Regions from separate parts of the Macaca mulatta genome. Here region 1 is linked to region 2. A link is a contact called in public Hi-C data. All regions are on one chromosome and are shown on one strand. The core of a region is the stretch at or near the end of the contact, and the rest is flanking DNA. Distances in the headings are between cores, read along the strand shown.

Region 1 (5,723 bases), core at 1,822-4,321, 57 kb before region 2:
GGTGGGAAGGAAGGCAGGCCCTTCCTATCCACAGTGAACCTGGTTATGAAGAAAACTCACCAATCATCTCTTTCCTGTTAATCACATGTTAATGAAAATCAGCCCTTTTTAATGACGTCACTGTTTGCAAGAGTCTGATTCTTTAGGTATATTAATCTCTTTGTAATCTCTTCTGAAATCATTGTAAAGAAATAAAAATATTGAACTCATAGCAAGAGAATAGTTTTTAAAATAAATCTCGATTTGTAAGCATCTGTCTTAGTCACTTTGGGCTGCTATAACAAATTACCATAGACTGAGTCTCATACACAACAAACATTTGTTTTTCAGTCCGGAGGTTAGGAAGTGCAAGATCAAGGTGCCAGCACATATGGTATCTGGTTAGGGCCCACTTCCTGGTTTGCAGATGGTCATCTTCTTTTTTTTTTTTTTTTTGAGACAGAGTCTTGCTGTCTCCCAGGCTGGAGTGCAGTGGTGCGATCTTGGTTCACTGCAAGCTCCGCCTCCCGGGTTCACTCCATTCTCCCGCCTCAGCATAGGAGTAGCTGGGACTACAGGCGCCTGCCACCATGCCTGGCTAATTTTTCTGTATTTTCAGTAGAGACAGGGTTTCACTGTGTTAGCCAGGATGGTCTCGATCTCCTGACCTCGTGATCCTCCCGCCTCCCCACCTCCCAAAGTGCTGAGATTACAGGCGTGAGCCACCGCGTCAGGCCAGGTCATCTTCTCGCTATAGCCTCACAGAGCAACAGCAGAGAAAAAAAGCAAGCTCTTGTCTTTTTATAAGGATACTAATCCTGTTCATGAGGGTGCTACCCTTGTGACCTGATTACCTCCCAAAGGCCCTACCTCCTAATGTATCATATTGGGGGTTAGGATTTCAATACCTGACTTTCGGGTGATACAAATAGCCCATTGCAGCATATATAATTAAAATGTAAATATGAAGACAAAAGGAAGCTTATGGGTTTTTTTCTTGGGGGGGGGGGTGTTAAGGAAGATGATAGTAATTTCAGGACTAGGATGGTAGCTCATGCCTATAATTCCTGCAATTTAGGAGGCCGGGGCAGGAGGATCACTTGCTGCCAGGAGTCCAAGACCAGCCTGGTTAACATAGGGAGGCTAAGGCAGGAGGATTGCTTGAGCCCAAGAATTTGAGGCTGCAGTGAGCTGTAATCATGCCACTGCACTCCAGGGTGACAGAGCAAGACCCTGTACCTGAATAATAATAATAATAATTTCCACTTTATTTTTCAATATTCAAATATTTTTATATAATTCTGCATTGTTCTGTATGTAGATCCTAATTTTAAAATTTTACGCCATCATAAATGAACAAAGGTAGGAAGGAGTTTGGCTTCAATAACTTACAGTAAAAGGAGTAAAAGAGTTCAGCCTCAAAACTATATTGTTGATCTGTTATGAAAAATAATCCAGTGTTTACACTTAATGGATGCCATCCCTTATTAATTAAATACTATTTTCTTAGTCTAAACAATCTTTATTAAAATAAGCAATGATAACTTGACATGGGCCTAAGAAATATATAGTTAGCTAACTGACAATATTTTCAGTTAGAGGGATTTCTTTTTTAAATTAAGTACAGATTTCTTCACCAAACTCCAGGATAACAGACAAGAAGACATAAAATTTGGGCATAGTCTCTGGATAAATAAATGTAAATTTAAATATAAATCATATAACAGGAAACAAATGAAATTAAAGAAAATAAATTTTTCAAGAAAATAAGTAAATTTATGGATGATAATTCTGTAACATTGTCAGTGCAAAGTTTTTTCTTTTTATTTTAAGGGTTTTATGTTTGTTTTTTACTTGTTGCAACCTCAAAGGACCAAATGGTATGATACACACTGAGATAATAAATGTGCAGTTATTCTTAGCCTTTTTTCCTAGAACTTTAATATTAACAAGGAAAATTTTGAAATGGACAATGAAAAGGTAACACTTTATGTATGGGGAAGAATATCATTCAGTTGATGAAGGTACATTAAAAGTCACACAAAAGGACATTTTGACTAGCATTCCGAAAGAGTTCATTGATTATAAGATTATCTATGAGGCTTTGGACCAGGCATTACACTACTGAATTATGGATAACTTTGATTTGTGATCTAGACCAAGTCACCCAATCTATCTTGGATTTTAGTTTTCTGGTTTATGAAATTAAGGAGTTAAGCTAAATGACTTCGGTTTCTTTTCGTGTATCATAATCAAAATGCTGTAACTTCTCCAGTGAATTCACAGAACACTGACTCTTATGTCATGATATACTTTACGCTGTGAGCAGGTATACATGTATAATATATGTATAGATGTGAACAAATGAATTTTAAATAAATGCACAATAAATTCTACAAAATGGGCTCCAACATTAACAAATGACCTGAGTTAGTCTTTCTCAGAGCTGACCATAAACAATAAAACATTTTTATAAACACTATCAGCCATAAAAACGAAGTAAAATCTAGCCAAAAAATTCAATCTTCTTCAAAGTCATGTTAATCAAATCAGGTGATATATTAATGAAGTACATATGACTAAAAGGAAAAAATGTATGTCATTCCTGTGGTAAGAGGAAACTGAATGTCACTAGAAATTTTTGCAAGCTTTAGGAGAGGAAGAGTTCAGTTTAGGAAAACAATCATTTCAGATGATCTGAAGAAGGGTATTGGATGGAACCTATCCAATAGGTTCATCACAAAAGAGGACCTGAGAGACAAGAATGAATGGTTTCTGTCTGGTGGAGAAATTTGAGGATAATCTCCCTTGCTTGAAAAGCGGTGATTAAGATTGGCACTTGCTTACAGGAGTGAAAAACAGGTAAGGGGTGCGCGCGTCTTCACACACAGAAGAGGAAATGCAGAGAAAAGGAAGATACAAACATGAAATGAGAATTAAATGAAATAGAATCACTGCTGATAGAAGCGTTAAAAATCTAAAATACAGCAGGAAGGGCAGGTGTTAAGCGATAAAGGGGGGGGGGGGCAGAACAAGTCTTTTATCCCGCCCTTTAATTGGTCACTTTAAGAAAGAATCCTATCTTCCCACCGCAGCTGAGAAGACACTTCTAAGAAGTACAGCTAAAAGGTGGAGGACTGATAAACAACTTAGAGGTTGGTTTCGGGGAACGATAAAACAAGCAATGGGCTGCCCGGCCTGCGCCGCGGAGTCCCGAGGAGCCTGCGCTGTGCTCCTTGCGCGGGGTCTCGTCATCTCCGGGAAGACTCGGCGCCTGGGTCTGAGCTCTCTGGGTAAGCTTTCCGGGTAGCTTCCCCGGGAGCTCGCTGGTCCTGGCCGCAGAAGCTTGAGGACCCACCCAGTGAGGATAAGCAGCTGAAAGGCCGCGCGGTGCCGCTTGAGGCCCCGGGACGTGGGCCGGTAAGTGGTCGGCCTGGCACCACCTTTCCGGGGGAAGCCACGCGCCTCTGGCATCGCACGCGGCTCTGCACCCGCGCCGCCCAACCCGAAACCCGGCGGAAGGCACACGGGGCTGCCGCTGCGGGCCCCGGACCAGCCCACGCTTACTCCAGAGCCTGTACGGGAGCCGATGGGTCGGAGCTCCCCGCGCGGAGTCGCCCCGCGGGTATGTGCGAAAGGCGGGGCTGCCTACACGCGGTGCCGCGCCCTGAGGCCGGTTATCTGCAGTCGCCGCAGTCTCCCGGCTCTGCTTGGGACGATGCGCGAACCGGGAACCCCAGAGCGCGGTGGCTAGACCAGGCTCCGCTGCCTCCCCAGCGGCTCCTTTCTAATCGTTCAGACGGAGCCTGGTCGACTCCGCCGGAGACTGCCAGGTGAGAGGCCCCAGAGACACTAAGGGTAAAAATAAACCCTGCGTCCGCGGCGGGGACCCTGTAGGCCTGCTGGGCCGGAGACGCGAGCGAGGGCCCAGCCTTTTCTGTTTATACACCTGGTGACGCGCACGTGCCTGTTTACTGTTGTCAGGTGTTGGCGTGGGTTTTTCTTGCTTGCTTTTATTTCAGTTCTCAGATTAACCAGAGGATGTTGCCTTTGTGGACTGGGTTAGCATCCTCGAGGTGCTAAGAATCATCAAATGCTGTTGACTGAAGAATATAACCTTAAGACAGCAGTAGCTGCTGTAAGAGATAAAGTACAAAATCTCAGTAACTAAACATAGTTCAGGCTTATTTCTCGTTCATGTCAACTCCATTCACGTGTTCAGCTGTTGGCCTTCTACTCAATTATTCAGGAACCCAAACTCCTTTTATATTATGACTTTGCATCCCCTAAGACCTTGGAGTCCTTAGTTTCCATGGCCTTCTACTCAATTATTCAGGAACGAAAACTCCTTTTATATTATGGCTTTGCCATCCCCTAAGACCTTGGAGTCCTTAGTTTCCAGGCAACGGACAGAAAAAGAAAAGTTATTAGAGGGTTGCATGAGGATTGTTTCTTATGGGTGAGGACTGGAAATCACATACCATTTATGTCCACATCCCATTGACCAGACTTCAGTCACGTGCCACACTGACCTGCAGGGGAGACTGGAAATGTACTATGGACCCCGGCAGAAGAGTAAACGATTTTGGTAAATACGCATCAGTCTCTGACCCTCCCTTAAAGGGCAGACTGCATCTTGGTCATCTTTGTTACTCTTGTGCCTAGCACACCATAGAAACTTGTTACGGCTTTGGGAGGCCGAGGTGGGCATGTCACCCGAGGTCAGGCATTTGAGACCAGCCTAGCCACCATGGTGAAACCCCATCTCTACTAAAAATGTAAAAATTAGCTGAGCATTGTGGTGCATGCCCATAATCCCAGCTATTCCGGAGGCTGAGGCAGGAGAATCGCTTGAACCCAGAAGGCAGAGGTTGCAGTGAGCCAAGATTGTGCCACTGCACTCCAGCCTAGGTGACAGAGCAAGACTCTGTCACAAAAAAAAAAAAAAAAAAAAAAAAAAAAAAAAAGGATATGAAACTTATTAAGAGATGGGGTTGTTATCTCATGTGTCTAAAATTGAAACTTAACCATAGTTCATTGATTGCTTAGGAATCATTTATCATCCTCTAACTAGATTGCAAGATCTGAATATAGGAACTATTTAAGACTGTTCACTTCTGAATCCTCAGCTCAAGGACTAGGACATAACAAGAGCTTAATAGCTCTTGTTTGTTGAATGAATGAATGAATCTTCAGAGAGGAGAACGAGGGAGACAGTTTGTCAATGTTGGAGTTAGGAAATACTGAGAAGGTGACATTTGAGTTAGATTTTGAATTTTTTCAAGTAGAAAAAGCAGAAATGAAACTCCCGGCAGCAGTAGTAGTGATATTTTATTGCTGTTGTTTTGTTTCATGAGAGGAAATTTGGAAAACAACTAAATGTTTATAAGTCCAAGTTTTCTTCATTCAGTATTCAAATCTTATAATTTAACTTCAGGGTAGAGGAGGGGAAATACATAATCTTACAATCCAAATAATTTCTGTTGACTAAAAGAATGGCAGTGAAAACCTTGGCACTAATTTTTAACGTTCTAAAATGTTATTTTCTGGACATTTTTGAGAAATTTCAATACAAAGGCAGTAGTCTGATCATTCATTGTCTGTGATGATTTTGCACTGTATCAAGAAGCTAGAGAGATAGAAGCTAAAGTTTATAAGACAGAGGTTCCTCATCACCGCGTTCATCAGGGCTTCTCAGGGATGGTTCTGCAACAAAATCACCTGTTATATTGGTTAGGATGCTT
Region 2 (6,558 bases), core at 3,107-5,606:
GGCAGGAGCATTCAATCAAACCAAGGGTGGTGGAGTTTAGGCACAGCTTCCTAGAGAAAGTAGGGTATTGGCTGAGGGATGATTAGGACTTAGCCAGCAAAACGGATGTGAGACCAAAAAGTGTTACACTTCATGCTGTTTCCCAGGTCATCAGTGGCATTTTCTCCAAGTAACAGGCTTGGAATATTTATTAACTTATACAAAATACAGTTACTATAACTAAATGAGAATGCTGTTGAATAAGTTTAGGGCCCCTAGGAAAATTAGAAATGGAAGTCCACAGAGTATAGAAATGATTGAAGGACACCTCAAACAGCCACTGCCAATACCTGTTTCATTTTGCAGGTCATGCAGCAAGCTCTTTTCTACCTCTAAGAGGGTAGCCACCATCTAAATCTCTGTGACTGCCCAGTGCTGGCCTTTTGACTTCCTCTATTGGATCTCTGAAATTTGTGCCTATTCCTCGAAGCTCTTTGTAGGAATTTATTAATTGCTATAAGACTATGTTGCTGTTATATATCATGGAGCTGGTGAGGTCAAGAATGACAGAGGCTGACCATTCAGCAGGGCTCACCATGTGAAGGCCAGGGTTTGTTGCCACATGGAAAGTCACATCTCTTGACTTGGTTGGTGAACTTAGGGTTAACCTGATAGAGTACTGACCAACCCAACCTATCCCCACTTAAACCACAGATAGAAACAATTACTCTAACTTTTGGGCCCCTTATACATACTTCTGTCAGAGCACATATAACACTTTTTAAAGTTTATTTACATGTTTGTCTCTTATTAAACCAGCTCCCTATGGGTAGGAACCTTTTCTTAGTTATCCTTGAATCCTCAGCATTTTTCACAGGACATGAAACACAATAGACATTTAATAAACATTTACTGACTAAATCTGAGAGTAAGGGGATCCTCTCTCAATATCAGAAAGCTACTTGCCACACAACAGTTTGGATCTTAGTCTGCTTAGTCTATCTTAGTCAGCTTGGGCTGCTATAACAAAATACCATACACTGGGTGGCTTACACAACAGAAACTTATTTCTATTAAAGGTTGGAGGTTCAAGATCAGGATGCCAGCATTGTTGGGCTCTGGCGAAGTCTCTCTTCCTGGCTTGCCAATGGCCACCTTCTCACTGTGTCATCACATGACGCCGAGAGAGAGCAAGCAAGCTCTCTGGTGTCTCTTCTTATAAGGGTACTCTGATCATATCATGAGGGCCCTATCCTCATGACCTCACCCAAATCTAATTGCCCTCCCAAATCCTCATATCCTAATACATCACATTGGAAGTTGGGGCTTCAACATATAAATCTGTGGGGAAGGACATAATTCAGTCCCTGAAAGAAGTATCGTGTTTCTCAGGACAGTATTTTCCTCTGTGGTATTAATTCCCAATCACCTTGATTGACCTTGATGTCCTCAAAATTTCCTCAGGTATACATTTGCAAATGATCTCACCCACTACATTCTTTAAAAATAATATTGATTATTTTTTCTGATTATAAAAACACATTTTCATTGCAGAAAATTTAGAACACAGAAAAATACAAACAAAACTGAAACTACTTTAATATCAACATCTATTTTATTTTGATTCTTTAAAATTATACTGCAGTTTTGGGGGATGTATTTTCAGAAAGATATCAACTGAATTTGTTGGGTGAAAGGCAACATAAATACTTCATATTTGACTTTTATGATGCTCTGCAGATTAAAGAATTTTGTTGTATATAATGAATGCTAAGCCTTCATGTTTACATTCAGATACTCATTTTGCAATGAATGAAACAGACAAATCCCTGCTTTCATGGAGCTGTTTTTAAAACCCATTTACTCCCTCACTCAGAATATATTATAACATGCCTACTGTGTGCCAGGTCTTGTGCTAGATACTAGGGAATACAGTGATGAACAAGATATTCAAGGGCTTGGTTTTCAATAGAACTTGAATTCTAATGGAAAATTGACCCTGTGAGGAATACAAATATGAACAAAACATGATACTTGCCTTTAAAAACCTTAGAAGGAAATAAGATATGTACAAATAGCTATAATCCAAGTGAATAATTCAAAAGTGTTTTTAGTGTAGAAGTTGAGGAAATCTTAGAGGAGCTAATACTTGAACTAGATCTTGAAGAATGGAGAGGATCTGGACGGATGGGGTAGTATTAGGGAGTAAGGTGAAGATGGGAACAACTAATGTGGGAGGCTGGCATATTAGCAAAGTTTTGAAAACAGTAAAGCCTGGAGCATAGAAAGTGATTAGCACTTGAGACTGATGAAGAGAATTAGAGATAAAACTAGAAAAGAAATTTGGCACTGAAATCATACTAAATAGATCATTGGCCAAATTTTTATTTTTATTGAAGTACTTTCAGAAGTATGAAAATATTTATGTAGAAAGTTTTAAAACTTTTTTATCATGTCAAATATAGTTTTAAAAAATTGCTCTCAGTTAAGATTCTCCTTATTCCTCAAAAGCTTTTGCTTTCTATGGCCTTGTTGCAAATATTATTAATTTACTTATTTTTAAAATACTATTAATTTTTATAAGAAAGGTTATCAGATAATTATTTAAATTTTTTATTGGTAAATTTTCATTATATTGTCTCCCAATGAACCACTATATTTTGTCAATGTCTCAGAACGTTATATTTTTATATGAATCATTTATGTACCTCTCTGTAACAGGTGGGAATTGCTTCATGGCATTTGGGGAGCATATAATATATTTATAGTTGACTGACTCAAATCCAGCCTGAGCCCTCTGGCCTGTTGAGAATTCCAAAACTCCATTTGTTGATGTGCCCTCCATCTTCCTTGCATGGACCTTAAAGCACTTACCTGTCCAGGAGCCCATTCCTTCTAGAGCGTAAGAGTAGTGCCCTGGAGGCAAACAGACTCCTAGCAAAGGTCTTCCTTCTCAGCTCTACCATTTGTCCCACCTCCCATTATCTTTAGGGATCTACCTGCTTTTCCTATGAGTACAAAACATTTCCTTTTCATGAGTACAAAACATTCCCTTAATCCTGTAATCATGAAACCCTGTCTACTCTCCTGAAATGAGGAAGAAAATTAAATCCTTGCTGAGATGTGTGTATCACGTTGAAGGAGGGAAGGTGTTAAAAACAATAAAAAGGGCAGGGATGTGGTGGCTCATGCTTGTAATCCCAGCACTGTGGCAAGCCAAGGCGGGCAGATCACTTAAGTCCAGGAGTTCAAGGCCTCCTGGGCAACATGTGAAACTCCTCTCTACTAAAAATAAAAAAATTAGCCAGGGGTGGTGGCGCCCGCCTGTAGTCCCACCTACTCAGGAGGCAGAAGGATCACTTGAACCAAGGAGGCGGAGGCTGCGGGGAACCTAGATCGCACTCTGACCGGGGTAATAGAGTGAGACCCTGTGTCAACAACAACAACAAAACCAATAAAAAGATAATTTCGTATTTAAGTTACCCAAGAAGGAACTGTAATTTGAATCAGATCTTAGATGATGACTAAGAAAAAGAACACTCCGGTAGAGGAATTAACGTTAGAAAACACACTGAGTCAAAAAGGAATACAGTGTTCAAGAGTAAACATTGTTTTGAGTGTCAGGAGAAACATTAGATAGGAATGGGTCGTTTATCTTTCTAAGAAATTTGCACTTTCTCCAATAATGGTTGTTTTTGTCTTTTATAGGAAGCGTGGATTATATTCCTGGAAACTTTGGGACTGAAAGGCCAAAGCTTCTGGGTCCACCATCAACGCAGCTCTGCTTTCATTTCTTTCACATACAACTTTCCACATAAGATTTCAGGCGGGGGAAAAAAACAAACAAAAAAGGTTTTATATTGATAACAGTATATTGTTTACTTTGTACACAGTGTCTTTGTTCAGACACTTGCTGTGTCTCATTGCACCACCACAGCGTCCTTTAGAGATGAGAAGACAACCTCAGGGAGATGATGTATTTGCCTAGGTCCCATAGCTAGCAAGTGACAGTGCTGCAGTTTAAGCTCAGGCCGTCTTGGGGAGAGACCGTGCTCTTTTACCGTTGCACTTCAAGCTGACTTTAGGGGAAACAATCTGAGTTTTGACAAGTTTACTTCTGGCACATGCAGTCCCCAGCACTGCTTTTTGGCTAAAATGCCCAGTGATGTCAACTCTGTCCCTGGATTTCTACAACCCGATGAGTCAATATTCAGAAGAGACGTCAAAAGGAAAGGGTTCAATAGACAGAAAACACACCAGACACTCCCGGGAGCCCCAGAACCCTGGTCTCCGCCGGCGCGGGCGGCCAAGACGTCACTTAAACGCGCTGCCGCCCCCCCGCCCCGCCCCGCCCCGCCCCGCCCCTGCGCGGAAGTCTAGCCGGGCTTTCGCGTCACTACCCTGCCCACCTGGGTGGCGCGTGGCTTACGCAACGGTTACTGGGCTCCCGGGCCAGCGAGGGCTGCGCAAGAAGTTGTAGGTACGGCCCATTTTTCTTAACTCCGCCCTTCCAAGCCCTTTGGCGCCAGTCCCGGGTCTCCCGCGATCATTTCCTTGCGGTAGGCCCCAGGAGGGCCTTTCCTCCCCGCTCAGTTCAATGTGATGCTTGGGCTCCTCTCCCAGACGCTGGGAAAATAGCCACAGACATTGTCTCTCCTCTCCGTGATTCCTTTCCTTACTCTCTCATCCCACATCTTTCTTCTTTGTTCTCTCTTCCTCCTGTTTTTCTTATTTTACAATTACTCTGCAGTAAGAAAGAAGAGATCTGTCAGTCAAGATTGACTGCAAAATTTTATTAATTTTATTAAGCGTGTACTATTTTACAAATGGTGGATCCCTGCAAATAAACCTTCACATACATGCTCCTGTGATTGAGGATTCTGGGATTGGTTGCCCATCCTGAGAAAGCTGTCTTCCCCCACACACCCACCTCCACGCCCCTTAATCCTGTTTACTCCTCTTGGCTTTAACCCAGTGGACAAGCACTTCCAGCAGTCCCCAACCTTTTTGGCACCAGGGACCAGTTTCATGGAAGACAATTTGGGGCAGCCGGGGGGAGGCAGGATGGGATGAAACTCTTCCATCTCAGATCATCAGGCATTAGATTCTCATGAGAAGGTGCAAGTTAGATCCCTCGTATGCACAGTTCACAATCGGGTCTGTGCTCCTATGAGAATCTAATGCCTTTACTGATCTGACAGGAGGTGGAGCTCGGGCATAATCCTGTAGCCCCGTCACCTGCTGTGTGGCCTCTTCCTAATAGGCCACAAACCTGTACCTGTCCGCTGCCCAGGGGTTGGGGATCCCTGCTTTAGACCAGTGCTTTTGAAGGAAAAAGGACAGTTGCACACATACTGTGTCTGTCACATAAATCAGGAGTGTTACAAGAGCTCTTCAAGGGACCATACCAGGTTCCTCACTCCCCTCTTTGGGTTTCCTAGAGCCTATGAAATAACAGATTCGGTGATGTGGGGAGATAATTAGCCCAGTTGGCACTGAGGGAGGCCACACCCCACTCTCTGATTTTCCTTAGAGATAAATATAATTACTTGTGCAACAGAAGCATGAAAAATAACACTTATTATTGTCACCCTTAGAGAATTCATGCCCCAAATATTTTAGTCACTGTGTGCCTATGAAAAGGGCATTCATATTTATTGTCCTCTGGTATTTTTTTTAACTTACTTTTTAAAATTCTATACAGATTTAGTTAGTACAAGTTCAGTTTTGTTGTGTGGATATATTGCATGGTGTTGAAGTCTGGGCTTTTAGAGTACCATGATTTATACTGCTGTTTTTCAGTTGGCTCTTGTCGGAAGGTCCTGGCAATTACAAGACAAAAGGAAATAGGCAGCTGCTGTAATAGTAACATATAACGTATCGTTTTTATAGTACTTCTCATTTTATACTTATTTTCATACTCATCCTGTTTAAACACTTCTGTTGGTTAACGAAATCCCATGTTACTGGGGTGTTTACTAAACACTGAGATTGAACAGTACCTGGAACATAGTGTAATATATTTCCTTAGAAATATATTCCATAGTGTAATATATTTCCTAAGTGTGAAGAGAAACCGGTAGTGAGTTTGGAGGGAGTGATAGGATCTGATTTACATTGTAAAAACGTTTGTTCTGCCTATTACGTGATGACTGAATCATACTGGGTGGGGAGCAAGATCTATAGCAGAAGGCAATTGCAGAAATCCAAAGAGGAATGACAAGTTCGGGATAAAATAGCAGAGAAGTAGATGTATGTGAGCTCTATTTTGGGGGCAGAGCCTACAGACTTTGTGATGTTTTGAATATAGAGGTGATGAAAAAGGAGTCACCTCTAGCCCCTAAGTTTTTGTCTTAAGATTGTGTGGATGGTTATGCCATTTACCAAATGGAAAAGACTAAAGGAGAAAAAGGAGCAGCCAGGGTGGAGTGGGGGGTGGGGGGTGGAGTTTTATTTTGCTTACCTTGATTTTTATATTCTTATTAGAAATCAAAGGTAAGCTGAGTCTTGAGCTCTGCAGAGTGCAAGGAACCAAAGATACAAAGTTGGGAGTCATCAGCATATGTAAAACTACCTAGG

The links. A called contact is a pair of places that touch in the nucleus more often than the background predicts.
Region 1: a Hi-C map of CD4 T cells shows a contact between it and region 2, with 3 times the contacts expected there. The contact joins the promoter of SLC9B2 here to the promoter of SLC9B1 in region 2. A contact is called at or near these places in 3 of 14 Hi-C or Micro-C datasets (CD4 T cells, blood and liver).

What each region holds. Positions count from the first base shown.
Region 1 is chr5:112,457,758-112,463,480 of T2T-MMU8v2.0, reverse strand. It overlaps SLC9B2 (solute carrier family 9 member B2), which reads left to right and starts at 3,071. Exons shown (of 12, transcript XM_078002037.1): 1 at 3,071-3,399. It overlaps BDH2 (3-hydroxybutyrate dehydrogenase 2), which reads left to right. Exons shown (of 10, transcript XM_078002039.1): 10 at 1-209.
Region 2 is chr5:112,400,805-112,407,362 of T2T-MMU8v2.0, reverse strand. It overlaps SLC9B1 (solute carrier family 9 member B1), which reads left to right and starts at 4,356. Exons shown (of 12, transcript XM_001110263.5): 1 at 4,356-4,459.